7 separate regions of the Mus musculus genome follow, and all the other regions are linked to region 2. The links are chromatin contacts, called in public Hi-C, HiCAR-type and HiChIP or PLAC-seq maps. All regions are on one chromosome and are shown on one strand. Each heading gives the region's core, a stretch centred on a gene start, on an enhancer-like site or on the middle of the called end of the contact. The rest is flanking DNA. Distances are from core to core; before and after follow the strand shown. Region 1 overlaps Gpc6 (glypican 6). Region 2 holds the start of Gpc6 (glypican 6). Region 3 overlaps Gpc6 (glypican 6). Region 4 overlaps Gpc6 (glypican 6). Region 5 overlaps Gpc5 (glypican 5). Region 6 overlaps Gpc6 (glypican 6). Region 7 overlaps Gpc6 (glypican 6).

What was found. A called contact is a pair of places that touch in the nucleus more often than the background predicts. HiCAR-type assays count read pairs that join an accessible place to other places. HiChIP or PLAC-seq counts read pairs in DNA pulled down with a chosen protein or histone mark.
Region 1: a contact with region 2 is called in a HiCAR-type map of astrocytes, with 4 times the contacts expected there. The contact joins the enhancer-like site here to the promoter of Gpc6 in region 2. A contact is called at or near these places in 6 of 39 promoter capture datasets (the 3T3-L1 cell line, embryonic stem cells, hippocampal neurons and 3 more), 2 of 484 Hi-C or Micro-C datasets (cerebral cortex and nephron progenitors) and 12 of 115 datasets of contacts at active chromatin or transcription factors (astrocytes, craniofacial prominence, embryonic basal ganglia and 8 more).
Region 3: an H3K4me3 HiChIP or PLAC-seq map of embryonic basal ganglia shows a contact between it and region 2, with 4 times the contacts expected there. The contact joins the enhancer-like site here to the promoter of Gpc6 in region 2. A contact is called at or near these places in 7 of 39 promoter capture datasets (the 3T3-L1 cell line, 3T3-L1-derived adipocytes, frontonasal cranial neural crest and 4 more) and 13 of 115 datasets of contacts at active chromatin or transcription factors (differentiating embryonic stem cells, embryonic basal ganglia, embryonic forebrain and 10 more).
Region 4: a contact with region 2 is called in a Hi-C map of the N1E-115 cell line, with 5 times the contacts expected there. The contact joins the enhancer-like site here to the promoter of Gpc6 in region 2. A contact is called at or near these places in 4 of 39 promoter capture datasets (frontonasal cranial neural crest, liver, second pharyngeal arch cranial neural crest and 1 more), 4 of 484 Hi-C or Micro-C datasets (the N1E-115 cell line, cerebral cortex, cortical neurons and 1 more), 11 of 115 datasets of contacts at active chromatin or transcription factors (VIP interneurons, embryonic basal ganglia, embryonic forebrain and 8 more) and 1 of 9 other capture datasets (pancreatic islet).
Region 5: an H3K4me3 HiChIP or PLAC-seq map of embryonic limb bud shows a contact between it and region 2, with 5 times the contacts expected there. The contact joins the enhancer-like site here to the promoter of Gpc6 in region 2. A contact is called at or near these places in 5 of 39 promoter capture datasets (cranial neural crest, hippocampal neurons, liver and 1 more), 16 of 484 Hi-C or Micro-C datasets (the N1E-115 cell line, Sertoli cells, cerebral cortex and 8 more), 9 of 115 datasets of contacts at active chromatin or transcription factors (craniofacial prominence, differentiating embryonic stem cells, embryonic hindbrain and 5 more) and 1 of 9 other capture datasets (pancreatic islet).
Region 6: a contact with region 2 is called in a Hi-C map of the N1E-115 cell line, with 9 times the contacts expected there. The contact joins the enhancer-like site here to the promoter of Gpc6 in region 2. A contact is called at or near these places in 5 of 39 promoter capture datasets (3T3-L1-derived adipocytes, hippocampal neurons, liver and 2 more), 2 of 484 Hi-C or Micro-C datasets (3T3-L1-derived adipocytes and the N1E-115 cell line) and 12 of 115 datasets of contacts at active chromatin or transcription factors (craniofacial prominence, differentiating embryonic stem cells, embryonic forebrain and 9 more).
Region 7: a contact with region 2 is called in an H3K27ac HiChIP or PLAC-seq map of embryonic stem cells, with 4 times the contacts expected there. The contact joins the enhancer-like site here to the promoter of Gpc6 in region 2. A contact is called at or near these places in 4 of 39 promoter capture datasets (embryonic stem cells and liver), 14 of 115 datasets of contacts at active chromatin or transcription factors (VIP interneurons, craniofacial prominence, embryonic forebrain and 8 more) and 2 of 9 other capture datasets (embryonic stem cells and pancreatic islet).

The regions. Positions count from the first base shown.
Region 1 is chr14:117,776,021-117,780,344 of GRCm38.p6, reverse strand. The region is part of intron 4 of Gpc6 (glypican 6); the gene reads right to left. It overlaps Gm52111 (a long non-coding RNA gene), which reads left to right. Exons shown (of 5, transcript XR_003951115.1): 3 at 601-683. Among named protein-coding and RNA genes, the nearest start is that of Gm52111, 4.5 kb to the left of the region's middle. Within about 2 kb of position 2,199, at least 52 of the 459 cell types and tissues checked have an H3K27ac peak or open chromatin away from gene starts, as enhancers often do.
Region 2 is chr14:116,922,819-116,926,679 of GRCm38.p6, reverse strand. Gpc6 (glypican 6) reads right to left here and starts at 1,383. Exons shown (of 9, transcript NM_011821.3): 1 at 585-1,383. The coding sequence starts at 744.
Region 3 is chr14:117,808,905-117,812,829 of GRCm38.p6, reverse strand. All of the region lies in intron 4 of Gpc6 (glypican 6), which reads right to left. Among named protein-coding and RNA genes, the nearest start is that of Gm52111, 28 kb to the right of the region's middle. Within about 2 kb of position 1,734, at least 12 of the 459 cell types and tissues checked have an H3K27ac peak or open chromatin away from gene starts, as enhancers often do. A contact at or near this core is called in embryonic basal ganglia, where this site is marked.
Region 4 is chr14:117,832,969-117,837,036 of GRCm38.p6, reverse strand. All of the region lies in intron 4 of Gpc6 (glypican 6), which reads right to left. Among named protein-coding and RNA genes, the nearest start is that of Gm52111, 52 kb to the right of the region's middle. Within about 2 kb of position 1,451, at least 1 of the 459 cell types and tissues checked has an H3K27ac peak or open chromatin away from gene starts, as enhancers often do. A contact at or near this core is called in the N1E-115 cell line, where this site is marked.
Region 5 is chr14:116,206,554-116,210,896 of GRCm38.p6, reverse strand. All of the region lies in intron 7 of Gpc5 (glypican 5), which reads right to left. Among named protein-coding and RNA genes, the nearest start is that of Gm52093, 670 kb to the left of the region's middle. Within about 2 kb of position 1,461, at least 17 of the 459 cell types and tissues checked have an H3K27ac peak or open chromatin away from gene starts, as enhancers often do. A contact at or near this core is called in craniofacial prominence, embryonic limb bud and liver, where this site is marked.
Region 6 is chr14:117,649,722-117,654,067 of GRCm38.p6, reverse strand. All of the region lies in intron 4 of Gpc6 (glypican 6), which reads right to left. Among named protein-coding and RNA genes, the nearest start is that of Gm52111, 130 kb to the left of the region's middle. Within about 2 kb of position 2,632, at least 12 of the 459 cell types and tissues checked have an H3K27ac peak or open chromatin away from gene starts, as enhancers often do. A contact at or near this core is called in 3T3-L1-derived adipocytes and the N1E-115 cell line, where this site is marked.
Region 7 is chr14:117,850,066-117,854,436 of GRCm38.p6, reverse strand. The region is part of intron 4 of Gpc6 (glypican 6); the gene reads right to left. Among named protein-coding and RNA genes, the nearest start is that of Gm52110, 58 kb to the left of the region's middle. Within about 2 kb of position 1,441, at least 4 of the 459 cell types and tissues checked have an H3K27ac peak or open chromatin away from gene starts, as enhancers often do. A contact at or near this core is called in embryonic stem cells, where this site is marked.

The sequences.
Region 1 (4,324 bases), core at 950-3,449, 850 kb before region 2:
AAACAGTGACAAAGAGGGACCGGAAAGAATAAGGCTTCAGGTCATATCTTGTATTTGGACACTTGCGCTTCTAGATTTTTCTCCTGGATTTGTTCCTGGAGGAAAGGGGAGAGAGGGGAGAGAGAGAGAGAGAGAGAGAGAGAGAGAGAGAGAGAGAGAGAGAGAGAGACTGTGTGTCTCTGGCTACAAACACAGACACTCACACATGTACATACTCATGCAAATACAGATATAGAGGCATAGATGTGTGTGTATATAACAAATATAAGACACAATACACATATATGCATATGTCTGTAAATATACATGCATGTGTATGTATTAGGGTTACAAGAAAATATGTAAGGTGTCCTACGAAATTTTAATTTCAGATTAACAACACTCTTAGTAACATTATATTTCAGATATCGCATGATGTTGCATGATTACATGATACTGCAGGAGATAAATTATGAATTTATCAGAAATTCAAATTTAATTGCACCTCCTGCACTTATGCTAAAAACAGCAGACTGAATAAATGCCTGAATGTATTTATGCATATACACACATGGATATATAGTACATATGAATATACTAATCTCAAATGTATATATGCAGTTATATGTCACACTTGCAGGTCCTAACAGGAGTCTAACTGATCCCGACGTGAACCAAAGCATCATCCTGCTTTATGCGTGACTGTATCCTCCATATGTCAAAGTCTCCTTTCTGCTGGCTTGACCTTCAGAGTGTCTTTCTCCTAGATCATTTGCTCAGTGACTGATGACAGAGGTGCTGAACTGCAGTGGGAATGTAGCAGGTCAGCTAAAGAACACAGGTGCCAAGGAGCCCCTGTTAGTTAGCAGTAAGCCAATAGATGAGACTGGTCGAGGGAGCAGTGGGGAGTGTCCTGCTGTGGGCAACAGCTTGGGCTGGCAACTGAGACCCACTGAAGAGATAAAAGGCTTGGGTACCGAGACCTCATTGTATGACAGAAACAACCAGGCACACCCCAGCATATTTGATCTCAGGGATTGTGAACTGCCATTTTAAAATCATTTTCCTGTCAGTGCGCAAGCCAGCCCACTAGACGATGGTGACTGCACATGGGTCTCTCCCTACACCCTGGTCTATAACTGTGACCACTCCTGCCACACCTACCGGGTTCTGTTTCTATATTCCGTGGCACATTCAGTATGGTTCCCGTTGTGGCAAGTTCTGCTATTACAATGCCATTTTAGAAATTTTTATTTTTGCCCAAAGCATTTAAAGGAGGGGATAAAAGAGAGGCCAGAAATGGAAGCCTCCTCATGCTCCACGATACATTAGTGGCATTTTAGAATTACAGCCTCATGGGTTTCCTGAAGAAACGCGACATTTTTCATCTTTGGTGGCTGTGATTAAGTAAAACGCACTTTGCACAATCCCTGTGGTGACACAGCTCTGTTACAAAGGCCTCCTGTGCGGCACTCTGGTCATTAACAACTACACAAAACATTAGGAAACGGTAGCGGGGTTGCTAACAAACCCTTCAAATTATGGTTTCCTTTCCAGTGTGACAGGGAGGAAAGTGAACGGGTGGTTGCAGTTGCATAAAATGGGAAGTTGTAAGCTCTGCACACAGTGGGAAGTTGTAGGCTGTGCAGACAGTGGAAAGTTGTAGGCTGTGCACACAGTGGGAAGTTGTAGGCTCTGCACACAATTAGAAACACACAGAAGGAATCCCACAACATCAGCTACATCTCTCAGAACATTTCCCAACAGAGCACTGGGTAAACTATTCTCATCCGAAGGATTAAACTTCTAGTTTTCATTTCTGGATCCCACAGAGTCTATGGATTGTCTCCCTCAACAGCTGACTCTGTACGCCTTTAGGTACTTGCTACCCCATGCTTTAGGCTTTTTAAATCTTTCAACCAGTGGCCTGAGCCCACAAATTGGATGCGATTGTAGCCCAGTCCCTGAGAGGAAAATGGAAGATCAGACAAGGCTCTAATGAGGTGAGCAGCCTGTGGGCCTCTGCTCCTCGGTGACCAGGCGAAGGCCCCACAATTGTTAAGGCAGGTTCTGGCTAGGCAGGAGGGACACATACCCCACAACCCCTTAGTGTGTCTCAGCCTCACAAACATTTAGCCTGTTTGTCTTGTGCTCCTCGCGGACAGTGAAACATGGACCCGCGTTTTACAGGCACACTGACTAATCTTCAGGGGGCAATCCGGCTCGCGTGGGAAGTGATTGACTACGTGGTACTCCTTCCCCTGAGCTACTCTAAGCCCAGACCCCAGCTGGGCTCTTGGCATTCCATCTTCCCAGTGACATATAAAAATGAGAAGCCAAACACACTGGGCTATTAGGACTCCCATGGCACTTTTAGGAAGGCCAGGGCTTCATCCGTAACATGTGGCAACATGCCAGCACAAGGTGAAGTCTCAACCATTCAGAGTCCTTCTGTTCCTTATAGAGTGCTCTGGTTTTGTCCCTAAGATTAAAAAGCAGAGAATGGGGTGGGGTGGGGGGGCATTTATTTGTTAACTCTGTTTTGTCTCCCCTAGACGTGGCATACGTTTCAGGGGTGGATTGAGCAGCCTGAGTGTAAAATATAGAACATGTAGGAGCAAGTATGCGCTACGTAAAAGAAATTAACAATCAATGGAGCATTTGTCTGTATACAAACTTAATTTTCTTGAATAAGCACTTTAGTTGTTTATTCTGAAGGGTAAAGTAAGGAGACAATATGAGGGTAGGTATACTTTTGGTGTGAATTAGATGTCTTCCCACTTATGGTACAAGGAGTTGTTTTTTGTTTGTTTGTTTGCTTGCTTGCTTGTTTAATATGGACCCAGCACCTAAGCCTCTGCTCTGTGTATGAAGGAATTTAGTCCAGAGGAACTTCATTTTTTCCATTATCTGGGTTCGTTCCCAATTGTATTCCTTAGATACTCAATTTGTTACCTTCACCAGCCTCCTTTGGAGACTCAATTCAACATCTGGAACTCTGAAAAGGATTTCCCTGTGGGAACTTCCACTGCCCCAGTTATTAATAAAAGGGACACAAAAGGCTGGGGCAGGGAGAATTGGATTTTTATAAATCATAAGATAAGTCTCATTTCTTTGCTTCCCTTCAAACTTGCTTCTGATCCCCCCCCCCCCCGCCCCAGCTTCAGATGGTTTCTTGTCCACTGATTTAACCCAACTTCATCCAAATGCTGGCACATTCAAACATGAGTCCATTTCGAAGGCCATTACTCTCCCTCCCAAGTTACCGAGTCTGCTACCTCAACTCTGAATATCCTTTTATGTTCACATGGGAGTTTAAGCTATACCTGGTTGATACTTCCCACTGCAACCCAAGGTTGCTTCAAGTCACACAAAGCCTATTAGCCCAGTGCTATGCTTAGCGAGCCTGTGTGGTTAAAACTGTCACAGAATGTACCAAACTCTCATCAGTTGAAGGAAATCTGTATTATCCCCAACATTAGCCATCTTCGCGTAAGGTTTCCAGCATCCATTCACTTCTTATACAATTGCCACATCTGTACTAATGTGCATTTAATATTGTGCATATTCATAACGTATGAAGGAAGTATGTGAAACCCAGTCTTTCACAGTTTCTTGCATTTTGGGAACTAACACCAAATGATCAGAAAAATTGGAAAATAGTACAAGGGATACTGTATTCCTTTTATCCACAGTTGGCAACAATTTTCTGTTCTTGCTTCTCATATTTACATATATATCAATATATTCAGCTGCACACACATCCATATTTATTTGTTAATATGTGCCACTCAAATGATTTCTCTTTTGCAATATTGGAGATTGAATCCAAGGCCTTGAGCATGCTAGGTATGCACCATTTATAACTGAGTTATGATTGCAGCCATCACGTAAACTATGCGAATAATGTTTGAGTGCATGCATAGGGAAACGTATATATGTTAAAATCTTCACACTAACAAAGACATAGAATACTGTTTGGAAGTAAGTTGCACAGATTATAGTCTTTTATTCGGAAGTACTTAAGTGTCTGTTTCCCATGAAAAAGAGCTATTTATCTCCTAACACGCTAATGGCGAAGCAGCTAATCACACGAAATTTAGCAGCGATACACTAGTTCAATCCTACACTCTATATTCCTACCCAGCCACATCATTACCTTGGCATGGGCCCCAGTCTAGGATCATACACTGCATTTCAGTGCCTCTTGCCTTTGCTCTCCCTCCATCTGAAGTCATGTATTAGTTTGTCTTCGTCTTAATGTCAATAGCACTCTAATTCTATTTGTTCTACTTCTATGAGTGTTTTGCCTGCATATATGTCTGTGCACCAGCTGCCTGCAGAG
Region 2 (3,861 bases), core at 134-2,633:
TAGAGACCCGAGCAATGGGTCCCCTTAGTGGCCCGTCCCCAGCCCAGGAGCCGGGCGCCCAGTCCCTGGAAAGGACCTGGAGAGCAGAGAGCTTGAGTAGGGGAATCTCCGCGTCTCTCCACCGCCCCCGCCGGCGCGAAGGCGGGAGTGGAGAAGGCGCCACTCAGACGGTGGCGCTGAGCAAACTGCGGCCGCAGTTCTCCCAAGTTTGCCCCAGCGAGGGGGATGCTATGGGCGCCCGGCTCCGCTTTCTGCCTCCGCTAGCCGTCCTCACTCCACCGTCCTTTGCTCCAGCGGCCGGGCCAGGCTCTAGGCCAGCCACGGAGGTAGCAGGGCGCGGGAGCAAATGCAGGGAGAGAGGGGCGAGGGACGAGGGTGCTCCCGCGTGTGCACACAATGAGGCGGCGGGCACGCACACCTTCCTCCCGCCCGAAAAACGGGATCAGCCTCCGCCGCCTGGATGCAGGGACGCGGGGTCCCTGGGAGGTACCCGCAGAAAGTGAGCACCAACTGAGCAACAGGGGGTAGGGAGAGGGCGCCCCGCCGCCTCTCGGGGCTGCAGCGGGCCCGGGGCCCACGCTTACCTGCGATCTCCTGGTAGGGGATGTCCGCCAGGCTGAATCCCTTGGCACCGTAAGCCTGACGGACCTCGCTGCAGCTCCGAGCCTTCACGTCCGCCGCGGCCGGGAGGGTCAGCAGCAGCCCGGAGAGAGGAAGAATCACAGCCCGGATCCAAGAAGGCATGGTGCAACATGCAAGTCCACCTCGGCAGCCCCCAGCTCCCTGTGCGCTCTTCACCTTGCCCCTCGAGCCGAAAGCCCGCCAGAGCCTGCGGCGCGCTCCTTAGCCGCTGCCCAGCGTCACCCCCTTCCGCCAGCCGAGGGGACGAGCCGCGCAGACCTCTGGACTGCACTCAGCAAACTTTTATAAGCCAGATGGAGGATGGCAAGCCAACCAGGGCTGCCTTGGGAAGGCTGCCGGCTCCGCTAGCCACTCCGGTAGAAAATCGTTGGAGAAAGAGGAGAAAAGAGGAAAAGGCAAAGAAATGTCTTTTTTTTTTTTTAAACACCACAGTAGGGGTGTTCAGCCCTGCGGTCCGAGTTCCGAGCCGCAGAGTCGTGGAGCGCTGCGAGCTCGCCTATCCAGTGTGCGCGACGAAGGTGGGACCGCGCGCCGGCTCCCCCCACCCCGAGGGAGATGGACAGGCCGGCGCGAGTGTGAGCGCGCGTGTTTGTGGGTGTGAACGCGGGGCTCTCGGGGAGGTGTGTGCGTGGAGGTATGTGATGGAGATGTACGGGATCGAGGGGAAACCTCAGCTTCACATAGACTGAGGGAGCCAGTGAGAGTCTTCTTGAAATGGGAAGAGAGAAAATCCTGGAGACTGACACAGGAGGCAAGAGGGAAGGAGAAAGGAGGGGAGGGAGAGAGGGAGAAACGTGCTACCCAGTGCACAGCCGAAATTCAGAGGCAGAGTCGGCCGCAAAACCTGGAATGGATCGCGAGCCACTAGGCAGGAGGGGAAAGATTACCAGCAAAAGGTCCCTATTTTCTCAATCACTTTATGGCCTCCACACACTTCCGAGATGTTCCCTTTCCTGATATAAACAAACCACCAAAAAAGACAAAGTGTTTGAGGAGAGTAAATGTTATCACGCTATATTTTTCTGGAGATAAAGAATATTGCATTTCCAATTGTTGCTCTTGCCCCAGTGTACCTAACACAAAGCCAGGGAAGAAATGAGCAGAAAAGAAACCTAGGAACGGGGCCAAAGCCACCTCTCTAGGTGGTAGCTGCTTTCGGCTCATCTTAATGTTTTGTTTTGTTTTGTTTTTTCCTAAGAACAGATAGAGGGCCATAGGTCTTTACTCCTCTCCTGTCGGCTCTCTCTCTCTCTCTCTCTCTCTCTCTCTCACACACACACACACACACACACATACACACAAAGAGGGAAGGAGAGAGAGAGAGAGAGAGAGAGAGAGAGAGAGAGAGAGAGAGAGAGAGAGGTTCCACCTACAAAACACTGGATTCTTAAATCACTAGGCTTAGGGCATGTGAAGATAAAACAATGGCTGCTGGCCATGCAAGAAACAGGACCCCAGGAGGGACAAGGTGTTGTAATCTTCTCTCATCAGATTCTCTCAAACACTATAACCTTAACATTTTCTCCCAAGTTCTCAGAAGTCTGTGAAATGGGATGCAAGTGAAAATTCGGGTTTAACCAACTTCCTGAGCCTTTCTTCACGCTAATGAGCACAGAGATCAAATATACTTAAGTCTGCCCTGAAACCCACAGCTCCTGAAACTAACCAATCAGAAAAAGAAGAAAAGAAATGCTATCCAGTAGTGAGGCCTTGTGGACACTGGTCTCCCAGTTCCTGAGAAGTCAGTACAGGGTCAGGCCTAGTTCTGTAGTACTGAAGTATAAATCTGCAGGATGCTGGTTTCCTGATGACTGGTGACCAGAGCGACTCCTGGAGCCTAAATCCTTGCATTTGCCTCTATCCTAGGCACCTTCGTTACTGTCGGAATTGTTCAGCACATCTTCTTTTCCAAGAACTCCTCTTTAGCCCGTCATCCTCCTTATAGAGTGATAGAGTGCTTGCTTGTCGCATCTTCAAAAGTTCATACAAAATGCTAGCGCTCAGGGAACAGAAAGAAGTCTAGTCTAGTTGAGGAGCTTTAAGCCATTTGCAGTCAGTCTCCAAGGAGGTAGTCAGGGGGCTGAAGGGATAGATGGCTCAGCAGTTAAGATCACATGTTGTTCTTGAGAGGACAAGAGTTTGATTCTCAGCTCCCCAACAATATGGCTCACAAACAAACTCCTGTAATTCCAGTTCCAGAGATATCTGACCCCTCTGGCCTCTGGAAACACATACACACACACACACACACACACACACACACACACACACACACACACGCACACACACACACTTTCAAGAAGGTAGATAGCAATTCTGAGCACACACCAAAGGTTGTGTACACTGGCAAACACATATGCATCAAAAAGGCCATTGAGTGAGGTGGGTCATGATGATTACCTGAAGTTTGGCTAATCCTCTTATATTTGACGAGCACTCCATACTCCTATAAGTCAGTAGCTGTTGCCACTGTAGACTTGTAAGAAGGCTAACACACAGAATATTACCAGATTCAGCAAGCATAAAGAGATGAGCTTAATTCTACTGGAAGGGTCAACAAGTTTGGGGCTGTTTTGTGAACTTTAGTCAGAGCAAGGACTTAGGTCATTTGCCTAGCCCACATATTGTGTAATACGGCATTGTTCGAAGTGGTGTTAAAGGAATGAGGCCAGGATTCTACCTGAGGCCACAGCTTGATGAGGCATGGCAATGGGAAGGGGATGTGATAGAAATCCGTTGAGAATAAGAGAGTATCTATGACTTAGGTAAACCTGTTGACCAAGGTCTTGAATGACAGCTGCCACGTCTATACCAGGCAGAGTAAGGAAAAGGAAGATGGAAGAATATTATTCAGAGGAAGCAAACAGAGAAAGGAGATTTAGTAGGCGGCTAGAAGGTACACTGGAATCATTGTGCCAGTTTTAGGTATTTGAGGCTTAAGCTAGAGAGATGGGAAATGGGAAGAATGTGTGTGAAGATAAGCTTTGAAGACTGGATTTGTATGATATAATGTTTGGTTCAATAGACAAAAAAAAAAAAAAAAAAAAAAAAAGATTATTGAAATGCCGGCATCGGGTCTTGTTGGAAACGCAGATTATGGCCACTAAGACTCCTGTTTCCGATCCATTTTCTAAGCCCAGATGTTTTTTAGAATCCTTGGGGTCAAAATATAAACAGAACTTTAGAGACTTTGAGTCTTAGTGAGACAACTTGGTCTTC
Region 3 (3,925 bases), core at 485-2,984, 890 kb before region 2:
AACCATGCCTCCAAGGCCAGTGGCCGAGATGACCAGGTTTAATTTCCTACTTAACAACATCTGCCGTTCTTATAGCTGATTTCTCCTTGTCTCTGCAGTAGTGAATTGTCTCAGCAAACAGTCTTTGTGATTGATTGCCACCAGCCTGATGATCCCTGGAGTGGTCCCACTGGATCCACCGAGTGACATGCACATGGCGATCACTACCATTCACTCACTCACTCACTCACTCAACAAATTACTGGAAATTTCCCAAAATACCTATCACAGTCTAGAGTTTGTTCTGGGTTCTAAGGATCACAACAGAGACCATTTCAACCATGGTTCTGACAACATATCTATAGGGACACAGCTAGCTACCGTACACACTTTTAAAAGTATCTCTTTGGTGTCTTAAGTCCCAGGGAATGTTTAGGAAGATCTTCATATCTGTTTCTCCCTTAACATTTGACCCAGCCTGGCTTCATCGTCTTCATCGGAACCACAGAGATAACAATGTCACTCTTATTGTGCTATTGTGAGGACTCAATGGGCTTTGCTGTTATACGGTATGCCATGAAGATTACTCCTAAAGGGAGGCCATACTTACTGCCGATCATTCACTGTCTACTCTGCACTTACATGCTGCTCTCTGTGGTGAGCATTTGAAGACATGGTGGCTGGTTATCTGTAATTCTGTTACCATTTCTTAGAGACGTGGATGATCACTAGGCCTAAAGCAATAGGTGTTAGCTCATGGATTCGGCTTCTGACTCTGACAAGTCCCCTACAGTTCTGTGCGGATTCCCCACTAAGTGCACAAAATGAAAAGAAATAGCTTGTGGAACAATGACAATGATCCAGGAATTGTTTGAGAAATGAAGGGGTGATAGAAAGACTCTTCCTGCCCTACAGGCTTTCTAGAATCACAGATGGGCCCATGCAGGGCCAGTGAGAGAGAGAGAGAGAGAGAGAGAGAGAGAGAGAGAGAGAATCTACCATCTTAGTGATAGCCGTGGTGGGTCGACTCCTCAACTCCTCACATAGTTTCAGTGTACTGTTTGGCCTCCGTTTCTTTGTGTGAAGTTCAGGAAGGCATTGGAGAGCCTCCTAAGTTGGCATGAGGGATGTATAAGTAAGGAATGTCAGCACTAGATGTTCTTTCTAGATGTGCTAAATCAAGGGAGTGAGTGTTTTCAGTCTTTTTAGTGGGCAATTCTTCCCAGTAGTTCTATGAGAAGACACAAAACAATTTTCCCACCGAAGAGATAGAAGCTCAGAGTCTTCTAGTTCCTTACCCCCGCCAAATCCAAACTCAGACTCTTTGGAAGCCTCCACTGGCTTTCTTCCTACATCTTCCTGTGACAGTGACTTGGATGCCATTCATTCCACACTAAGGAATATGCGCCACCATATTACCGTGATAGGATGTTGTCTTGTCTCTAAAGCCATCACTAGCACGGCTGGTTTTCAGGTAAATTTGGCTGAAGAGCCTCTCTTCTCTGGCCATGAGTCACCTTTTTATTTACATCCTTATCCCCAGTTGGATCAGCATCTTCTTATCTCTCCTTCTCACCATAAGCCACATGGGACCTACTTGTCAGAAGCCGGGGTAGCTTGTCCTTTTAACTGTATCGCTGAGGGGGGAGAGGCTCACAACTGCAAATGTGTTCCTCACACTGCCCCATTTGAACCTGAGCCTTTGCACAGCCGCACAGTCTGTTGCTGGCAATTTTGGTGAAGTGGAGTTTGTAATTAAATTCCTCCTTGGCTTCTGTAGTTTCTTTCCTATTCAAGCTACGTGCTTCAAGTGCCTATTATGCTTCACAGAGCAACTGTAAAATGGGAATTAAGACATTTAGGGCTGAATGGCAATACTGAAAGAAATACCAACACGTATTCCCAGGCTGTTTCTACATGAAACAGTCTTTGATAAGCAGCCCTTTCCAAGGTTCCGTGTATATTGGAAAACAAACACCCACAGAGCCAGCTTATACCTGTTGTAATTATCCCCCCATCTGCTTTCTCTGAGATCATAAAAATAAGATTATTCCACTAAAGGCATATAATACTTAGAAACAATTAGGAAAAGTTAATGAAAAGAATAATGAAAAGGCTGTTGAGTAACAGTATATTAAGTGCGACCTGTGTTTGGGGTGAAGATCACTCCATAAGAATAATTTAGACTGATGTTGGCATGAATCTTCATTCTCCTGTAGTCTCATCTAGCTGCCAAGATGCTTTCCCTCTGTAGGATTGTAAAAGGAAGCACATTTTGTTTCCCACCAGATTCAACCGTGCCTCACATTACCATATTTAGACTTTCACGTTCCAGTAATACAGCGGGGAAACACTCTTAGAGACATGTCTCGTTTTCTGCAAATTATGTAAGTGTCTCCTTCGCCGGCGTTCGTAGCTGCCTGCCCACCCCTCCCAAACTTGCTAACTGCATTTTGAAATACTCCCCTTTAAACTTTAAACTTTTCTGTCTAGACATTTTCATTTAAAACCCCAGAGAATGTCTGTGTGTTGGAGAAGGTATTCTGCAAACCCCACCTGAATTCTAGATGGCTTCCTGCCAGCAAGTTTCCCAAGAGTAGAGAATATTCTTCAGTGTCCGTGTACACGCAGAGAGCATATAAAAGCTTCCTTTTCTTTCAGGTTGTTTCCCTCCCTCTGGGGTGTTCTCAACTCTTGGGAAACAAGTGGTCTACATGGTTCAGACACCAAGGATGAAGCATGCTTTTCTGGCCTCGTTCTAGTGCGTCTGTCATTATAACGAAGGACAAACAAAGTCTCATGAAAAGGCAGTCCTCTCTCTCAGGAAAGCCTGTTTTTCGAATGAGGCCCTCAGTATGAAAAAAAAATTCTTGTAAGGTTTCTTCATGCTATGGCATAACTACTGCAAAATAATAAAACTGTTTCAACGCATGAGAAATACACTAGGAACACTTCAATATCACAAAGTTGTGGCAAAACAGTGTCACAGAAACTTCATTAGTTTTCAAAACCAGCATCATCTAGCAGAGGATGGAACTGCTAGACACCCAGAGGTTTGAATCATGAGTGCAGCCGCTGCCTAGAGGAACGGAAGCAGCCCTGTTAGGACCCTGTCCCCTTTTGCTTTCTATTAACCTTGGCCCATGGAACACTTGAGATTACGGTCATATAATCACTTAGTATTTTTTCCCATCGGCTCTATGCCGCCCGCGGTACATCCCTAGGTCTTTCTCTTTCAGCCATGCTTTAATGGTGTGTCTTGGGTTCTTATCATTGGCTGTTGAGAGTTTGGGAGTCAAATGATGTATGCCAAGTCTAGTTAGAGCCATTACTTGCTGGTAGCATCCCACAGGGGTCTGTCACCCACTACCTTGGTGACTGACCATGCTCAAGGCTGGCAGTATTTTCACCATCTTGGGTTCTGGAATTACATGGGTAAATGTAGATGACAGGGGATGGGTATGCAGCCTGAGTGAATATAAACATTTGTCTGAAAAGCTACCACAGTCTCAGGGTTGCATTGCTACTGCTGCAGGACCTAGCCCTTCTAGAACGAAGAAAACTTTAAGCCAAAGAAGACCACATTACAGGTGCGGACAAAACTTTTGCTACCACAGTGATGACTTTGTTGAGTTAACTTAGGTTCCCCAGGGGATCAAACCATAACTTTGTATAATTTATTTCAAATCCTGGTCCTGGAATATATGTCCTAAAGAGGAGATCATGACCTGAGCTTTAGAGTCACCCAAAGATCCACTTGATCTAAAGCAGGTAAAAGTGTGTTTTGGCCAATTCCTTTATTGCATTATTTTTCTTTCTTGTGAGGGATTAATGCATACTAAATTTTGTTTTGTTTTGTTTCAGACATGTTTTTACATCATAGTACAAGCTGGTTTTGAATTTGTAGCAATCTGCCTGTCTCAGCTTCCAGAATGTTTGTGTTTTA
Region 4 (4,068 bases), core at 202-2,701, 910 kb before region 2:
GTCCTTTGTATCTTACCTATAAAAATTTTGTTTCAAAAGTGCCTTTAGCATGCGTCTATTCTAATTTTTGTCATTTGGACAAAATGGCAACAATATTCTTCTTCCAATTCTTTGTAGCCTGGAATGATAATGGAGTTGTAAGCTCACAGACTAATGAACTGCATCTGAACTGAAAGGGGCACAAGCCAGTGACTGGTCACTCTTGGGGTGGCTATGTGAGCCTGGCCCCGCTGATGCCCCCGCTGTTGGTCCTCTGATATTAGGGTAGGTATTTTGCTCTAAGTCACTGCTTTGTGTATCTTCCTTACCGTATTTGATGCATGCAGTGAAAATACAGGATTTATCTTTCAAGGTCCCTGTCAATCCTCCCAGCTAATTTATCCAGAACCTCGTATATTCCATATAGAGCTAGAGACCTTCTGCTGCAAGCGGACTCTTACTGTCCATTAGGGAAGCACACCTTACAACATTGACCACTTCCCATGATATTTACTCCTTCTTGCCTATGTCCATGGATTTCTATCAGAGTTGGGGGCAACTTTAATGTATAAAATCCAAGATGAATCACGATGATTACCTCAATAACTATTTAGTTGTTGAGAATTCCACTCTGTTTTCACTGATGCCTGCCTTCTCCCATTGCTTCAGAAACTCTTGTGCTCATATTATCAGCCATAGGCTTTGATTTAGGAGGGATGACGGTTTGAATGTGTCCTCCAAATTCATGGCTTGGAAATGTAATTTCTCCAGTGTATCAGTGTTGAGTAGAATGCCCTTTAGGAGGTAATTAGATCATGAGCACTCTGCTCTCATGAATGGACTTAGGCCATCACCATATGAGTGGATTGGTTGTCACTGGAGAGAGTTCCTGATAAGATAATTACTTCAGCTCCCTTCGAGCATCCTCTGACTCCCATGCACTGCTTCTTTGAATCATGGGATGGTGCAGCATCAAGGTCCAAGACTTCCAACCCAAACCAATATTCAGTCATTATAAGTTACCTCTCAGTGGCACTGTGCTTGGCAACATAATATGGGCTCAGACAGTGGTTCTAGGGTAGAAACAGAGATTGTGCATCTCCAGCAAGTTCCAAGTGACGTGAGGACTGCCAAGAAGCAGAAACCTGGGGTGAAATCCCTTCCTCTTCCGCTTGATCCAATCAAGCTTTGGCACTGACATCCTCTTTGGTCTGGGCCACTAAAAGGCCAAGTGTCACCCAGGCACTGCCCAATTATGCAAGGGACCTCCTGGCTTCTCCGCACCACCTGGGCCCTGTCTCCCTCTGTAGCAATGATCATGGGGTTTATTGCATCCCCGGAGCAGCTGGCCATATAGGCAAAAGAGCAGAGGCAGGGAAGGAAGTCTCTGGGACAGGGAGAAGGTGGAGAAGAGGGGAGAGAATACAGGGGAAAGGAACCTGCTCAGGGTGGCTGACGCCAAGGGATCTTTCTGATGCGGAGGCTGCCAGAGGTTCCACACATCGCTTCTCTGTCTCTGCCTTCTCCAGAATGCCATGTATGAGAACCTACTGTCCAAATGGAGTATAGGATTCTTGTAAGAGTGGGTGTACTATAAAGAAATTAGCATTCTGATGAAGCAAAAGCCATTTATTTTTAATTAAGAGATGTGCATGTCTTGGGCTGATCACAGACAGGAGCTTTGATGATGATAATGACCCTTGATTATAAGTCCTTTCACCCCTCACATTGCAAAATCACAACCAGTATTAGTTTAGCACTCAAAGGACCGAGTGCTTCCTCATTTCCAGCCTGGGCTTGGCTGGGCTTTCAACTACTTAACAAAATAATCACTGACTTGATTAGTGATGTTTGTGACCCTGTTCTGAGTAGTCCTGGATTTTTAAACAGCCTGGAATCTTTTGAGTGCCTCAAACATTGATTAAAATGGATGCTGGCACCTTATTTGCCATCTCCTCCTTTTCAAGTGCTGTCTGGATGTCATAGTTGGCTACCTAGTTTTTGAACACAAGGATGCAGAGCTGAAGGGTTTCCAGTGACGGAGATAACTTTACTCTGTAGAGGAAACTGCCGAGGTCTCAAGAAGACGTAATTAATGTTACTCTGAAAATTACCAATGGGCAGTAAGATGATTAGTTTAGAACGTATTATACCTTCTTGTTTAGTCAAATGCTCACCGGCTTTATCTAACGTAGTTGTTGGGTTTAGCAGATATTTCAGCTGTTTCTAATTATTCTAAAGGGGTCAATAACATCAGTCACGTCTGGCAATTAAGCTTTGTCCTTTTGTTGTTACATTTAGGAAGTGGCGTGGTCTATTGCGCAGGTGGAGATGGATGCTTGGCTGTCATTGCCATATCACACCAGTGATAAGAGGTTTATGATAATTAACCATGAGATGATTTCTAAAAGGGCTACTAACAAGTATAAATCCTGATGAAGAGGGGAACTTACTTCTTTCATGAAATAGTCTGAAAAGAATTTTCGGAAATCCTTAATTACATTGAAATGTCGATGCCGATAGGACATTACAGGCTAACATTATTAGATACCGCAGACCCTAAACACAACTTGTAAAAGGCCGACATATGCCAAAGGCACTTTAAGTATATAACTAAATATTGCAATTGGTTCCATACAGGGTCGTTAGAATTTCCTAGAAAGGACAAAATCTAGGTTCTGTCATCTGTAGGTATTCCTGCAGTTTGCTTGCTGGGTTGGGGTGGGAAAGATTCCGTGAGTCCTGGAGTTAAAGGTGATACAGAATCAATGAAGGACCAAATCATCAATACATCAATCTGTGCACTACCAATCCAAGAGGCTAATGTGGAAATTAATGACCTTTGAAATGCAAGTGATGCGCATACATCAATCTACCTGAAAAAAAAAAAGAGCAGATAAAGAGCTTCATGTTCACTGTCACCACACGGAAGGACAGACTGACACACAGCTGTTGAGCAAGCGCAGTACACATAAGAGAAGCTGCCAACTGGCACACCTCACAGGCCCCGATGCAATCTTGCTATGCTCCTTTGGTCCTGGAAGTTAGACCATGAAAATGACAAACAGGTTGTAATAAGACTCCTGTGTCTCTCTCGACACCTAAGAGAAGTTGTCTGTGATTTGAAATACACCCACTCAGCAGTTTGCAGCCAGAGCACAGATTCGTCTTGGGAACGGGGAATTCACAAAGATGTCCACATCTTAAAAGACAAGAAACAAAGAATCTCATAGTCTTCTCCACTCTATTATTTTCTCAACGCTGGGCAAAACAAGTATTGTTTGGACATCATGATACTTTTGTTTCTTATTAGAAAGAAAACCCTCAGATAAATGCGGTATCATCACAGGCCATCCTCTGAGGTAGGAGTGTCTGCCAGGGACTGCTTCACATGTGCAAAATCAGGTGGTGAACAGGTACAACATGCAATTTAGACAGACGGTCGCTAACAGTCATTTTAAATAGCTTTTTCTTCTCTCAGTGGGAGGCTGAGGAACAGAAGCCCCCTCTTAAGGCAGGGCTTGTGTGTTGTCTGTACAATATAGACAGTTATAATATATTATCACATGTAGGTACTCTCTACACACCTCAGCAGGGTCACAGAATAAGGTCACGTTTCTCCAGGTTAGGTAGAAAGAATTGTTAGATTCGCTTGGGCTCACTGGCCCCGCGAGCCCCAGGGCTTTTCCTTTGGAAACTATTTCCCTCTTTATTCTGGACACCCTTTCTCAGTCCACCTCTCTGGCACTCTTTAATTGTTGTCGGTGAGAATGTATTGTCTTTGGGTGACTGGAGAGTTTAGCACATCCACGAGCCCCACTTGTATCAAATCCCCCTATCTACTTAATAAATGCCTCTACATTTGGGCCTTTTAGACTTGCAACCATGTGATCTGGAGAAAAAGAAAGTTTGTGCACATTTTGATCTCTTTTTATGCATAGTCATTTTTATTGGATATTTTATTTATCTACATTTAAAATGTTATCCCCTTTCCCAATTCCCTCCACTCCACCCCCAGAAACCTCCTATCCCATCAGGAACCTGATATAGCTGTCTCCTGAGAGACTCTGCCAGAGTCTGACATATTCA
Region 5 (4,343 bases), core at 212-2,711, 720 kb after region 2:
CCTTGTTAATGAGTCCCGAGACAAGCTTTCATAATGACACTCAGGAAAGAACAGGAAGACCAACAACGAGGGAGCTGAAAAGATAATGTAGCCGGTTGGGTGTTCACTTTCTGTGGGCCTGCATGGATTTCTGAGGGATTGGTGACTAAGGATAGATACCTGTTGCAGTTTTTATATCAAAGATGTATCATTTGCCTTTTCTGTTGGAAATCAGATGGTTAAAAACCTTAAACTACATACAGCTCATCTATTTCATTTTAGTTTACATCAGATCAATTGAGAAAGAAAGTGGGGAGGGCATTTGTTAAAGCAAAGGTTACCAAAGTAGCTTCAAGAGGGACCTTCACTTCCGGAGCTTGCGGTCTCGGTAGGGACAGGAAGCATGGGTTAAGAGAGTTTACTAGAGAATGGTATAGATTGCTAGTTGTTGATTGACATGGGAAAGTACAGACGGACTCTTTGGAGACACAGATGCATGTGCGGTTGAATTATCTGAAAGTTTTACCAGACGTCATGTGACTTGAGCAGGCTCTTAACTTTAGTTTTAAGGTTAAGGAATAGAAGGTATTTCTTGAAATCAAATGATTTGAACTATGATTTCTGATCACACAGGGATTCATTAAATTATATTTTACTTGTTCTAATTTTTCTTATAGTTTCGGGGTTATTCATTTTTAATGCTGTGACATCAAAGGGAGTTTTTTAAGGAGTGTTCATTTGCTTTAGAGCCATGCACCTTCCTTTCGAGGGTGTGCCACACAGCTTCTCATTTGTAAAATTTCATGCATGCACAGGGAACTTAGTCATTGCCAGTTACAAAAATCCCTTCCATTTAAATTATCTTCACACTGAGAACTAAACTTTAAAATGTCTTAATGAAGAAAACCCCATGTGACCACCCAGCCTATTCCAAGGTGCTGGCTGCCTTCAGATGCCCTCTTCCCATTTACATAAGTAATTCTTCCCCGGCAGAAACACATGACTTTTGCTGGAGGGCAGAAAGAGTAAAAGGCTTTTGTAAAGCACATACTGTCTCTGAAGGTTTAATGTTAAAAATTAATGTTATAGCTGGTACTGAGTCCGAGTAAAATTAAAATGAATATCAGGTATTTGGGGGCCAGTAGGGGCGGTGAGATTATGAATCAATGCCAGTGGAGAAATTAGGAACTTAAAACACACACACAAATACACACACAAATGCCTTTCTGGGTGAAATGGTATGGGGGCCATCGAAGATGAGGTAGTAACCTGTCAAACCCATCCGTCTTGATTGGCTTTCATTTTGAATGTCTTTCAATCCACTGCTGTAACCAGGGAATGCATACTCCATGTGTCGCAGAACTGAAATTAAATCTCTTTTCTCATAGTTGAATGCTTCTTTTCACTCCAGCCTGAATCTGGACACCCAGGCAAAATTGAGGAGAGATTGAGTTAAATATTAAACACTGTTGAAATTTTTTTTTAGTTCAGCCTGAGAGTCGTTAGCGTCTGTCCCAGGCAGAAGAAACACAATGAGGAAGATGAGCAGTGGAGTTGAGACTCATGTGGGGCCAGGGTTTATGGGGTGGCGTAGAGACTTTGGAGGACTTCTGAAAGACAGGAAGTTAATGGGATTCTATTTATATTAGTTTCCTAGGGCTGCCACAACCAATTACCACACACTTGGTGACTTTAAACAGCTGAAAGGCATTCCCACACAGTTCTGGAGGCCAGATGTCCAAAGGAAGGTGTTGGCAGGGCTGTGTTCTGCTCACAGGCTATAGGGAGAACCCTTCCCCACTCCTTCCAGTTCCTGGAGGCGGCGGGTACTTTTTGGCTTGTTTCAGAATGATTCTAATTTTTTTTCATCCAATTTCACATGCTTATGGGTTTCTTACATTAGTTGACTGCATCTGAAGTCACCCATTTCCTTCTCTTTCAAAGATACTAGCTATTAGAAATAGGGTCCTAAATTCTTGATGGTCTCTTTTGACATCCTTCACTCGATTACATCGGTAAAGATCTTATTTACTTGGGAGGCCATATTTACAGATGCCAGGGTGCAAAAGTTGACCTCACCTTTTATTTATTTATTTATTTGGACTCTCTAAAAGTCATTACACCATGATCAGAATAAAATAGATCTTGGCGTAGTACCTATCCCATTAAGGCCAGTACTTGGCTGGTAGAATGAGGAGGGTTCAGAGTTCAAAGTAGGCCTGGGCCATTAGAGACATGCATGTCTCCAAAACAAAACAAGCAGAAATAAATGTATAAAATGAACCAACTGTCCCACTTTTCTCTAAGAGGAAACAGAAGGGTGGAAGATGGGGACTCTTTCAGCGTTGGGTATGGCCATACACATCTGAAGTCCCAGGACTCTGCAGACAGAAGCAGAAGAATTGAGCCTGTTGGGTTTCCAGAACATATGTGAAAAGGTCAATAGGACAACAAAACTGGAAATGAAGGAATGAAGGAAATGAAGCACTGAAGGAATAAAAATAAAGACTAGCTACAGCTCTCTTTACCCTCCAAGTCTTCCTTTGGCAACAGGAGCTGCATCTCTTGCTTTTCCCACTGGGTGAGATGGAGGGAGAGCATCAGCACTGTGCTCAGAGGGCCGGTCCTTTGACGGATTAGGATTCTCAGTCTTAGAAGGCGTCTCAGTTGTTTGTCTTCTGTCTATGTCCAAGTCATGCAGACTTTCTGGTTTGCCTGAAGAGATCAGAACCTGCCTGTCTCCTTAGGAGAAAGATCTGCTCTAGATGAATGTCAAACACTGTTCTGTATGGGATGTGTGGGCTCAGCAACCAGATCATTACATTCAAATAGAAGAGGCCAAAGGATCATCGGGCACAGCAGAAAAGCCAACATTGTGGAAGAGAGTTGGGAAAAAAAATAGGTCTGATCATTTATGATAGTGGTAATTCATGATATATTTATATAGCAATCCCTGTCTAGAATACTGAATGCAACCATTAAAATTAACATATAACAAATAAGAGCAACAAACCAATTCACACTACCTACATAAAGACACTGAGAGCTCTCACTGCTGTTCTCTCCCTCTGTGAATTTGGGTTCAGATGTCAGAGAATTAGATAGATTCGAAGGGGAGCACTCAGAAAAAGGGATATTTCAGTTGTACTAAAGCATACACTCAGTTTAAATAAAAATTACTTCCTGAGAACATAATTCTCAAGATATTGTATCACCTGGGGTCCAACCATGAGATCAGGAAGTGTTAGTGTTTTCAGCAGAGGGAACTCTTGTGACCAGTTCTTAAGTAAGCCAAGAAATGAGTTTAAGGTGCAACAGGTAAGGTACAATGTGTCCAGGGCCTGAAGGGAGGTAACCGGGAAGGAAGAGAAATGGGAGGGAGCCTTGCAGTGCCTGACTTCCAGGTGTTGGCCGTGGCTACAATAGAAAAACAAGCTGCTTGCCCAGACCTAATGGACTCAATCTTTAGGCAAGCAGAAGGCATTATTTGGAGGTGCAAGACTCCCTGAAGTTGCAAGCATAGAAAGAGGTGGCTTGTTAAAGGTAGCAAAATAGTCGTGTGGCATCTTCATTGGTAGAATTATGTGACTGGGTGGGCAGGCTACACTAGAACTGCATTCCTGCACAGGGATGGCACCTCTGAGTATAAGACAGGAATTAACAACAATGTCTGCACATGGTGCCCTATTGACTTGCTTCTGCCGCAGCAGCAAGAGACAGCTGTAAAGGTCTCTTCTCCCACAGTGTCATGCCTGCGCCCTCTACCGGGAATGTATAACAGTGCCGCGTTAAGGAGAAATGTTAAAGGAATGTTACCCATGTTCAGGGAAAAGATCCTGAAGAATGAGTCTGGAGCCAAGAGGTAGAAAACTGGTAAAAAGTATAAGAAGTCATAAGGAAGACCATATTTTCATGGCAAATCATCTGTCTGGCTGATGGAATACTCAATGAAGAAACCGGTAAGTGCTCCACACTACTTTCCTTTTGTCGTGGTTGGAATGCTGGCATGCTAATTACCACTTCTGCCAACTACGCACAGAAGCAGGCTAGATGAAATAGCCTATTAAATGTTCTCTAATCTTTTGAGTGAAGTACAACTATAATCCACCTCGTGAAAAGTAGGAGTCAGAAGCTGGAAAGAACCCATATGTCACTCAACATAGGAATGGATAAAGAAAATGTGGTACATTAATACAATGGAGTACTATGCAGCAATTAAAAACAATAGATTTATGAAATTCTTAGACAAATGGATGGATCTGGAGGATATCATCCTGAGTGAGGTAACCCAATCACAAAAGAACACACATGATATGCACTCACTGATAAGTCGATATTAGACCAGAAGCTTAGAACACTCAAGA
Region 6 (4,346 bases), core at 1,383-3,882, 730 kb before region 2:
GGTAGGAAAGAAGGTGACTGTGGGCTGAATATTTATGTCCGCTCACAGTTCAGCTATTCAGGCCACATGTCTGATGCAAAGGTATTAGGAGGTGGGTGGGGCCTTAGAGAAATGTAGGTCATGAGGGTGGAGCCCTCACAAATGGATCGACGCCCTGATAAAAGAGACCTCTCTGCAGAAGCTTCGTCCTAGTTTTGCTACAGTGAGGATGGAGAGAAAGAGAAGATGCTTAGCTACCACCCAGGAAACTGTTACTCTCTAGACAACTTAACCTAGCAACACTCTTACACTGGATCTTCTATCCCTTAGAACCTCCAGGAATTAATTTCTCTCATTTATTAGCCATCCAGGAATAGTTCTTGTGCCACGACAGCTAAAGAATCTAAGAAGGAAATGGGAAAACCAGGATGCACATCTTCGCTTGGGTTTGGATTCCCTTTTATACTGAACGCCTTTTCTCTCCTTCCACATTGGTACCTATGAACTGGCTGTGACAGACAGTCCGTTGAGGCTCAGTCACTGAGAGAGCAGTAGTGAGAAGCATGAGAAGGGGATTTATAGCAGAATGTTAGAGAATAAACACATTTCCTTCTATGCACGCGCTCTGGGTTTAATGAGTTTGGGAACAATACATGTTAATCCCAAACTAGAAATTGTTATTTTGCCTAAACAACAAGAGGAGGGGATTCCTGGCTATAAGTGTGTTTGTGTGGGTAAATGAACAACATGTTAATGCTTAATCCAGGGATTAGCCTTCAAAGTTAAGAGATTCTTGCCTTCAAAAAAAAAAAAAAAAGTAAACAAAATGTAAATGTCTTTGTTGTCTCATTTAAAAAATCTTTAATCAAGAGTACTCTCTAAGGTTGAGCCAAGAATTCTGGCTAAACCTTGTGCTTAAAATCCTAAAGACATTTTGAGCATCAACGTTGGGAAATAACATTGTGGTTGAAAGCATGCTGAGCAAGCTTTGGGGCAACAAGCAAGTGGGACTTGTCTCCCTTTCATTCTGAACTTATCTGGACCCCTTGGCATGTGGCTTCACTTCCAATTTCTGCCCTATACTTCCAAAGTAAAAAGAGAAAACTCATCGCCCAGCAGCAAGGTCTCAACTCAGCGACTCCTCTTTATGTTTCCCAACTGTCATTCTCCGTCATGGGCTCAGAGGTCAGCAGTCACCTTAATTACTTGCATCCAGGATGCTGAGTGTATCTGGTGTATTTGTTTTCTTGTTTGGATCATCATGTCCTGTAGATACATCAGGCGCCGGTCCTTAGGCAGGATCCAATGTCTGTGCCGAACTATATTTCTAAAACTATATTAGTGTGAGCTTTGAAATGATGTGTAACCTATGACCCACTCAGAGACAACAGCCAGTGTCTGAGGTGATCAAGGCTCAGTATCTAGAAACATCTTCATTTTTCAAATCTAATTTCATTACATGTTCATTAACAAAAAGGGATTTATTCGTTGTTTCCAGCTTGGTGAAATGAAAGCCCAGAGGAGGAGCCAATGCTCTGCTATAATCATGGGTAGGGAAAGCATCAAAAAATATTCTGTCCCAGATCTGCAGGTGCTAATAACAACACTGTGTGCCCACGGGCCTTCCCTGCACATGTTTTTATTAACAACACTTTGTGCCCACTGGCCTCCATGCTCCGGTACTGCCAGTCCCTAGGCGAGCGCTGCCTGATTCCAGGTGAGGCTGGCTGGTTCTGTGGATCTATAGTCAGCCATCCAGACCAAAGGTCATCTGGAACTGCTCAGGGCATACAGCAATAGGGTATGTGACACATATATTCTTTTTTTTTTTTGCTTTTGCATATGAAAATGGTGTGCCAGATTCTGGCAGGGGTCTGGCTGTGCCTGCAACCATCTAGGACATATTTCATAATTCCCATAACATGTAGTCCCAGGGAACAACAATTGCTTAACTGTTCAGCTAGCTCCAGTAAGTTCAAGAACATTAACCCTGATCTGTTGAATGACTCAAGGCTTGAAGGAACCTTCTCTGGCAGACACAGAGAGGGTGATTAAACATTGGTGGGTACTAGCTCGGCCCCTCTAGTTGGAAGGCGAGTGACCTAACAAGTCAGCAAGTCATCCTGGTTAGCTTACTTGAAGTATTTATGTCCCCAAAGCTGTACTAAATGCAGTGGACAACTGAACACCGATGTTGAATTCCTAAAGTGAGCTACATGGAATTTGGAGGACATCCTTCCTGCCTATCAGGAACGTGCTTCACTGCAAAGTGAACATTTTAAGAAATAGTTGTCTACAGTATTTTTCTCCTATTTAAAGACCAGTGCAACTCCTGCTAAGATTTGTTTGAGTTATTTATGATCTAAATTAGACTTTACTTACAGGCCTGTGAGGTAGCTGTCATACTCTCTGCGGGTGTGTTTCAGATACTAAGTGAAGTTATAAAATTAACTGACTCTCTGGCTTTATCTACGGTGCATTTGGAATCAAGCTGGTCTCCGTTTAAAATCTATATAACTCAATGGTCTTCTGTCTTTTATCAGCTGTCCTGTTTAATTTCTTCTGGTCTTTGTGTGATCGAGACCATGTGCTCAGTTAGACACATTTGGTTTCTGTCAATTCTCTTTCATCCAGTAAGCCTGCTTCTTTTGAAGGCCACACATTCAAACATTTATTCAAAGAACCTCCTCTGCACTACACACAGGAAAAGCAGGCTAAGGATATGACATATTTCACATGGGAAGTTGTTAGTGAATGTGTTTCTCTTGTGAGTACAGGATTTGCTCTGCATTTGCTAGCGATAGAAAACAAAATGTGGCCCTTTCCTTCATTGGACTTAATTTGTCATTTTATGCTACTTAATATGTCATAGAAACTCATGAGGCAGACACATTCCTGGATAGAGTTGCAATGGCCAATACGGAGACACACAGAGTCTTAGAGACTGTATTAGTTTACTTTTTGTGGTTGTTTTGCGTTCGTGGGGTTTTGTTTGTTTGTCTTTTCCCAGAGGGTTTTTCTCCCTGTAGCCCTGGCTGACCTAGAACTCACTGTGTAAAAAAGGCTGGCCTTGATCTCATAGATTGGTTTGACTCTGCTCTAGAGAGCTAGGATTAAAGGTCTTGACCACCATTGTATGGGCAATTATATTAGTTTTAATGGACTTTGGACTTTCTGGTAAAATTAACAAAAAAATTAATATTCTGGGTATTCTTATTTTTCAATAGAACAAATTTGGATAAATATCTTTAAAAATATACATACTCACAAACTATATTTTTAAAAAGAGAAATGAAAGTAGCGGAGAGATTGTTAAGGAGAAGAAGGGACCAGTGGGACTGGGATGGAGAAGAAAACCAAGAGAGGGTAGAAGGAGGGTGAACATTATAAAACCACATTGTACACACGTATGCAAAGGTAAAACATCCATGGTTTTGTACAATCAGCATACACTAATAAAATTTAAAGGCAAAGTAAGCACATTTTTGGCACATGTATGTGAGCATGGTATGCATGGGTATGTATATGTATGTTCACGTGTGTGCCTGCTATGTGAAGGTTTATATGCACGTGTAGTCATGCATGAGGAGTCCAGAGGTTGATGTTAGGTACCTTCCACAATTGCCATCCATTTCATTGAGGGAGTGTCGGTGAGTGACCCCTGAGCTCACCAATGAAACTAGAGTATCGTGCCAGCGAGCCTTGGAGATGCCCTGTCTCCTCCTTCTGAGCTTTACAGTTACAGGTAGGCCTTCATGTCTGTCTGCCATTAACCTGGGTCCTGGGGACATGAACTCTAGCCAATTTTTATGGGCCAAGTACTTTAACCATCTAGCCATTCCCCTAGCCCTTTGAATAGAATTAAAAATCTCTTCTAGAACAAATTATTAACTTTGCTCTAACAAACTGTACTATAGATGGAAATATGTGGGATTCCAGCAGAAAAGTACATCTTTAGCAGTTGCTGAGAAAACCTTATCATGTTTTTCCAGTTTCTGAAATTTCAGGTACTATTAATGATCTCCCCCAGAACAGGCTGATGGCCTCTTTGATTCTATCTTATCAAGAATAAAGGCTTTGGATGAAAGTATGAAGAATTGCTGACTTCGAAGACATGTTTTATGTTTTAACTACTTGGCCACTCAAATTGGATTTAAGTGTTAGGGGAGAAATTATCATCCCGCTAATGGTTTTTCCAATATTGATCATTAGTACCTCTACTGAATTTTTCTCTAATTAAATATACATCTACTTCTCCCGAGAATAATTATAATAACTATAGGAGATTTGTTTATCTTAACAAGATTACGTTGCGAAATTTGATATTCTTCTTCCAGATTCTCAGACGCTGACCACCTTTCCTCGCT
Region 7 (4,371 bases), core at 192-2,691, 930 kb before region 2:
TTAGATTTGTGAAGCTCAAACATTTGGAATTTTGTGAATCATTGCACGGCTTTCTTGTGAATTTTCTTCCTTGTAAGCCTATCATGCATATTATTAATTTTTGTGTTTTGTCTCTTTATAATCTACACCTAGTTATTCTTCTTTTTGTGTTTCTGAGGTTTATTTGTTGTTGTTGTTGGGATAAAGAACTTCCCATTTTAAGAAACAAAGAAGACCTTTTCTGATAAAAACCTTCAATTTTTCCCTAGCTTTTTTTTTTTTTTAATTTTAATTCTGGTGGTGTTTGATATGCAAATACTTTTGTTGTTTTTGTACACTCAAATGTATCACATTAAAATGTGTTTTCGTGGTCTCTGCCATATTTTATAGCTTTTCTCCACTTGAAGGTCACTCCCAGAATGTGGCTGACCACATTTTCTTTTTGTCCCTTGTTCATTTTGCTGGCCCTGTCTCCTTGTGTGTCCCCTCCCCCTCCACTCATGGTTCCCTCTTTCTAGAACACTCTCCTGGGAATATTGACACAGAATACCACTCTACTTTCTCCTAGCAAAGGAAATTCTTAAAGTAGCTTCTTTTTTTAATTCCATAAAACCTCAGTCATCCTCGGCCTGTTGTTTCTATTATGTGCCCAGCAGTCCTTGCCTGCATTATTACATTATTCTCTCACCTTCTCTTTGATGTGTGGCCAATCTTCAAAATGGTAGGACTTTCATTGTCCTTTGTTTTATTTGTTTAGTTCTTACAATATGGTGTGTGTGTGTGTGTGTGTGTGTGTGTGTGTGTAGGTGTAGATGCCCTGGGCATGACTGAAAGCCAGAGAACAACTTTCTAAAGTCAGTTCTCTCCTTCCACCATCATGTGACTTGTGTGGATTAAACTCAGTTTCCAGAATTTATAAAGATTTATAGATTCAGGGCTGTCAGTCCACTGTGGTGCAGAAGGCCTGGCAGAGTTGTTCAGCTCATGGCAAAGGGAGTATGCAGCAGAGGCTGCTCACACCAAGGCAGGCCAGGGAGCAGAGAACACACCAGGAAATGGGAGCAGGGTACATCATCTACCGGCTTGCCCTTAGCCACCTACCTCACAAAGCTTCCATAATCTTCCTAAATACTACGACCAACTGGAGAGCAAGTGTTTAAAACATGAGTCTTTGGTGGGACCTTTCAGACACAACCATAATGAGACAAGAGATCATCTGCCATCTGTTTTGTTCACTCCTGAGCCCCAAACCCTACAGCAGTGTATTTGGCTGGTCCCTATATGTGGATTCCATGTTTGCAGTTAGCCAACCTCAGATGGGAATGATTTTGTGAACATTTGCATCTTTCTCAACACGTGCAACCATCTTTCCTTCTCATTACTTGCTAAGTGATACAGTGTAACAACGATTTGCATAACATTTACATTGGATGAGCTATTGTAAGTAAATTAGAGGTGATTTACCATGGATGGGAGGGTATTTGTAGGTTACATGCAAATGTACAATCTTCCTTAAGGGACTTAAGCACCTGCAGAGTCTGGCATCCTGGGGTCCTGGAACCTGTCCCCACAAATACAGAGAGAGGACTGCACTTGGCATCTGAGAGGTGTTCACTGAGCATGTGTGAAGTTAGCACTGGAACAAACTTTCAAAAATTGTCCTGTATTTTCTTCTAGAAATCTAATAAAAGCTTTCTACCCACTTCTCCACCCTAACACCTCCCTCCCTGCTCCCCTTCCATGTTACGGCCACAAATGCTATGAAATTTTATTAGCAGTGGCTATAGGATAAATGGACCCTGGGTGGCTTTTGATATGTTCTAACATAGATGAAGAGTTTGGGTGGGAATTTAAAATCACATTGTACTTTTTTTTATTAGGTGGAAATAACTTTTTAGTTCTTTGAGCTTGAAATTGAAAAGCTGGACTGCCTTTGTTTCAGTTGAAGGTTATTGCTAGGTTAACTCTCCTGCCCCTCCCAAAGAAGAATGTGGGTATTTTGGGCTGGGTCAAAAGTTTGTTTCCACTGTTTTCCAAGACTCCATGCTAGCCGCTAGCTTTCAAGATAATTATTGTGATGAATATCCGGTTTGTTTCTTCTTTGTAATTTGTCGGTAGTCAACAAACAGCAGATTGGCAACATTCCTTATCTAACTTTGCCAATCAAGCACCCAAAATACCTTGAATGGGATCAGATCCTGACAAGAGTTGAGTTTAACTAAAGAAATCAGAGGATCACAAGGGGGGGGGGGCAATCCAGAGTGGAAGTGAACAATTTAGTACACTGAACGGATATCATATTCAACAAGAACACCACACCAGGGAGCAACCCAGAAACATGACAAGAACTAAAGAACTAAAGCCAAAAGAGAGATTTTAATGAAAATAACTGTTTACTTTGAAACCAAATTCAGCAAGAGGAGGAGAGAACAAATATAAAATCTAATTTAATCTGAAGCCAGCACAAACAAGAGGCTTATTTTGCTTTGACACTGAAAAAGAAAATGCAAATCATGGGAGGGAAGGATTCACCAGTTGTCCTTGCACAGTGCAAAAATTAGAATCCACAGGACGCTTTTCCAGGCAGCTTCTTTTCAGGAGAATGATACATTGTATTTCATAAAAATACAATATATTCATGTAAGCACTGTCTTACTGCTATTTTATATTCTGAAGTGTTTAGTTACATCACAAGCCACAAAGAATAGGACTTGTAAATCACTAACTTGATAGACATCAAAGTATCTGCTACTAACTGTTACTCTTCATTTAAATTGTTAGGACTTACTTTCCATATGAATGAGTTGTTATGTCATTTGTAGCTTTAACTGTCCAAATAATTCACAGCAACCCATCAGTCTCTGCCTTGAGGATGAAGCACAGAACTTGAGGGGTGCAGATCTCCCTGAGAGAAGAACTGTCTATCTGGATGTTTCTCGAGCTTCAACAGAGTTTGGATGCTCCAGTAGATTCATTTAGACCAAACAAACAAGTGATTTATTGGTTGGTACAGAATAACTCAAAGAAGGAAAGCAACTCCTTTGATTGAAACTGTGGAGCTTGGACCAACACGCTGGCTCTTCTCATGTTATCCTCCAGCCCCCCTTGGACACTGTTCGTGCTCAGGAGTGCCCAGTGTGTCATCTACTGACTATATTCCAAGTGCATTACTATTTTAATAGGCGAAATAGAACAAGAAAGCATAAAGAAATTATATTTTTATCCTAGCTAAGCTCATACACACACACACACACACACACACACCAATCGATTTCTTCTTTAGCATTCCCTGATGATTCATAAGTGACCACAAGGGCATCACGATCCAGTATCATCCTTCCTAGGTTATCTAAATGCTCACATTGCTGCTTTTGCCTCTTGTCCCTGGTATGGTACCCTTGAGTTTTCTTTGAATCCTTAGCTTCTTGGATGGGCTCTGTGGTATGTCGGGAGATAGTTGTTTGGGAGGAAGTGTGATTCTGAAATGTATGAGGTCTAAAGCCAGAAGTCATCCTGCCCAGACTCTGAGGCTCTGGGCAACTTATCCTCTGTGGGTTTTAAGGTGCTTTTCTGTGTCTTTTTATGAGCATGCTCCCTGTTCTGCTTTGGCATTAAGTGCAATGCTGACATGAAACAAAGAAAGCGATTGTGGCACCTTGATTAGTACACTCTTCTTTAATTCTTTGTTTTATTTTGTTTTCACACCAGCCCAGGCTGTGTTCACGTTCACACGGTGGCCGGTGGCCTTGTGCTCTTGGCAAACTTCTTGCCTCAGATTTTCATTTTAAAAATGTATTAAAATCACATTTATTTATCAACTCTACGTATGAGTGCACCGCACCTGCTTGTATCACAACACTGGTGTGGGGATCAGAAGCCAACTTCTCTCTCTCTCTCTCTCTCTCTCTCTCTCTCTCTCTCTCTCTCTCTCTCTCTCTCTCTCTCTCCGGGAACTCACTCCATAGATCAGGCTGGCCTTGAACTCAGAAATACACCTGCCTCTGCCTCCCAAGTGCTGGGATTAAAGGCATGTGCCACCACGCCCGGCAAGTCTCAATGTTTCCCAGTTATGGCTAGAGCTAAGGGCATCTGGTAACCTCAGCGTCACAATAGCACTGCCTCACTCCCGAGTGCTGGCTCCCAGGTGTGAACCACCACACCTAGTTTGATTATTAAATATGCATGGACAGACAGTTCCTTTTCTTCTACCAAGTTCTGGTAGTTTGAGGTTATCGACATTCCTGAAACCACAAGTCCACGCAGTCTAATGCCTTCCTGATATGAGGAACAATGCTGGTTACAGATACCAGAGGCCCCTCGATTCAGCCAGACATGAGTGGCAGGCCAGGGCGAGTTGCTGACTCTCTCTCACTTTCTCCTACACACTGCCCC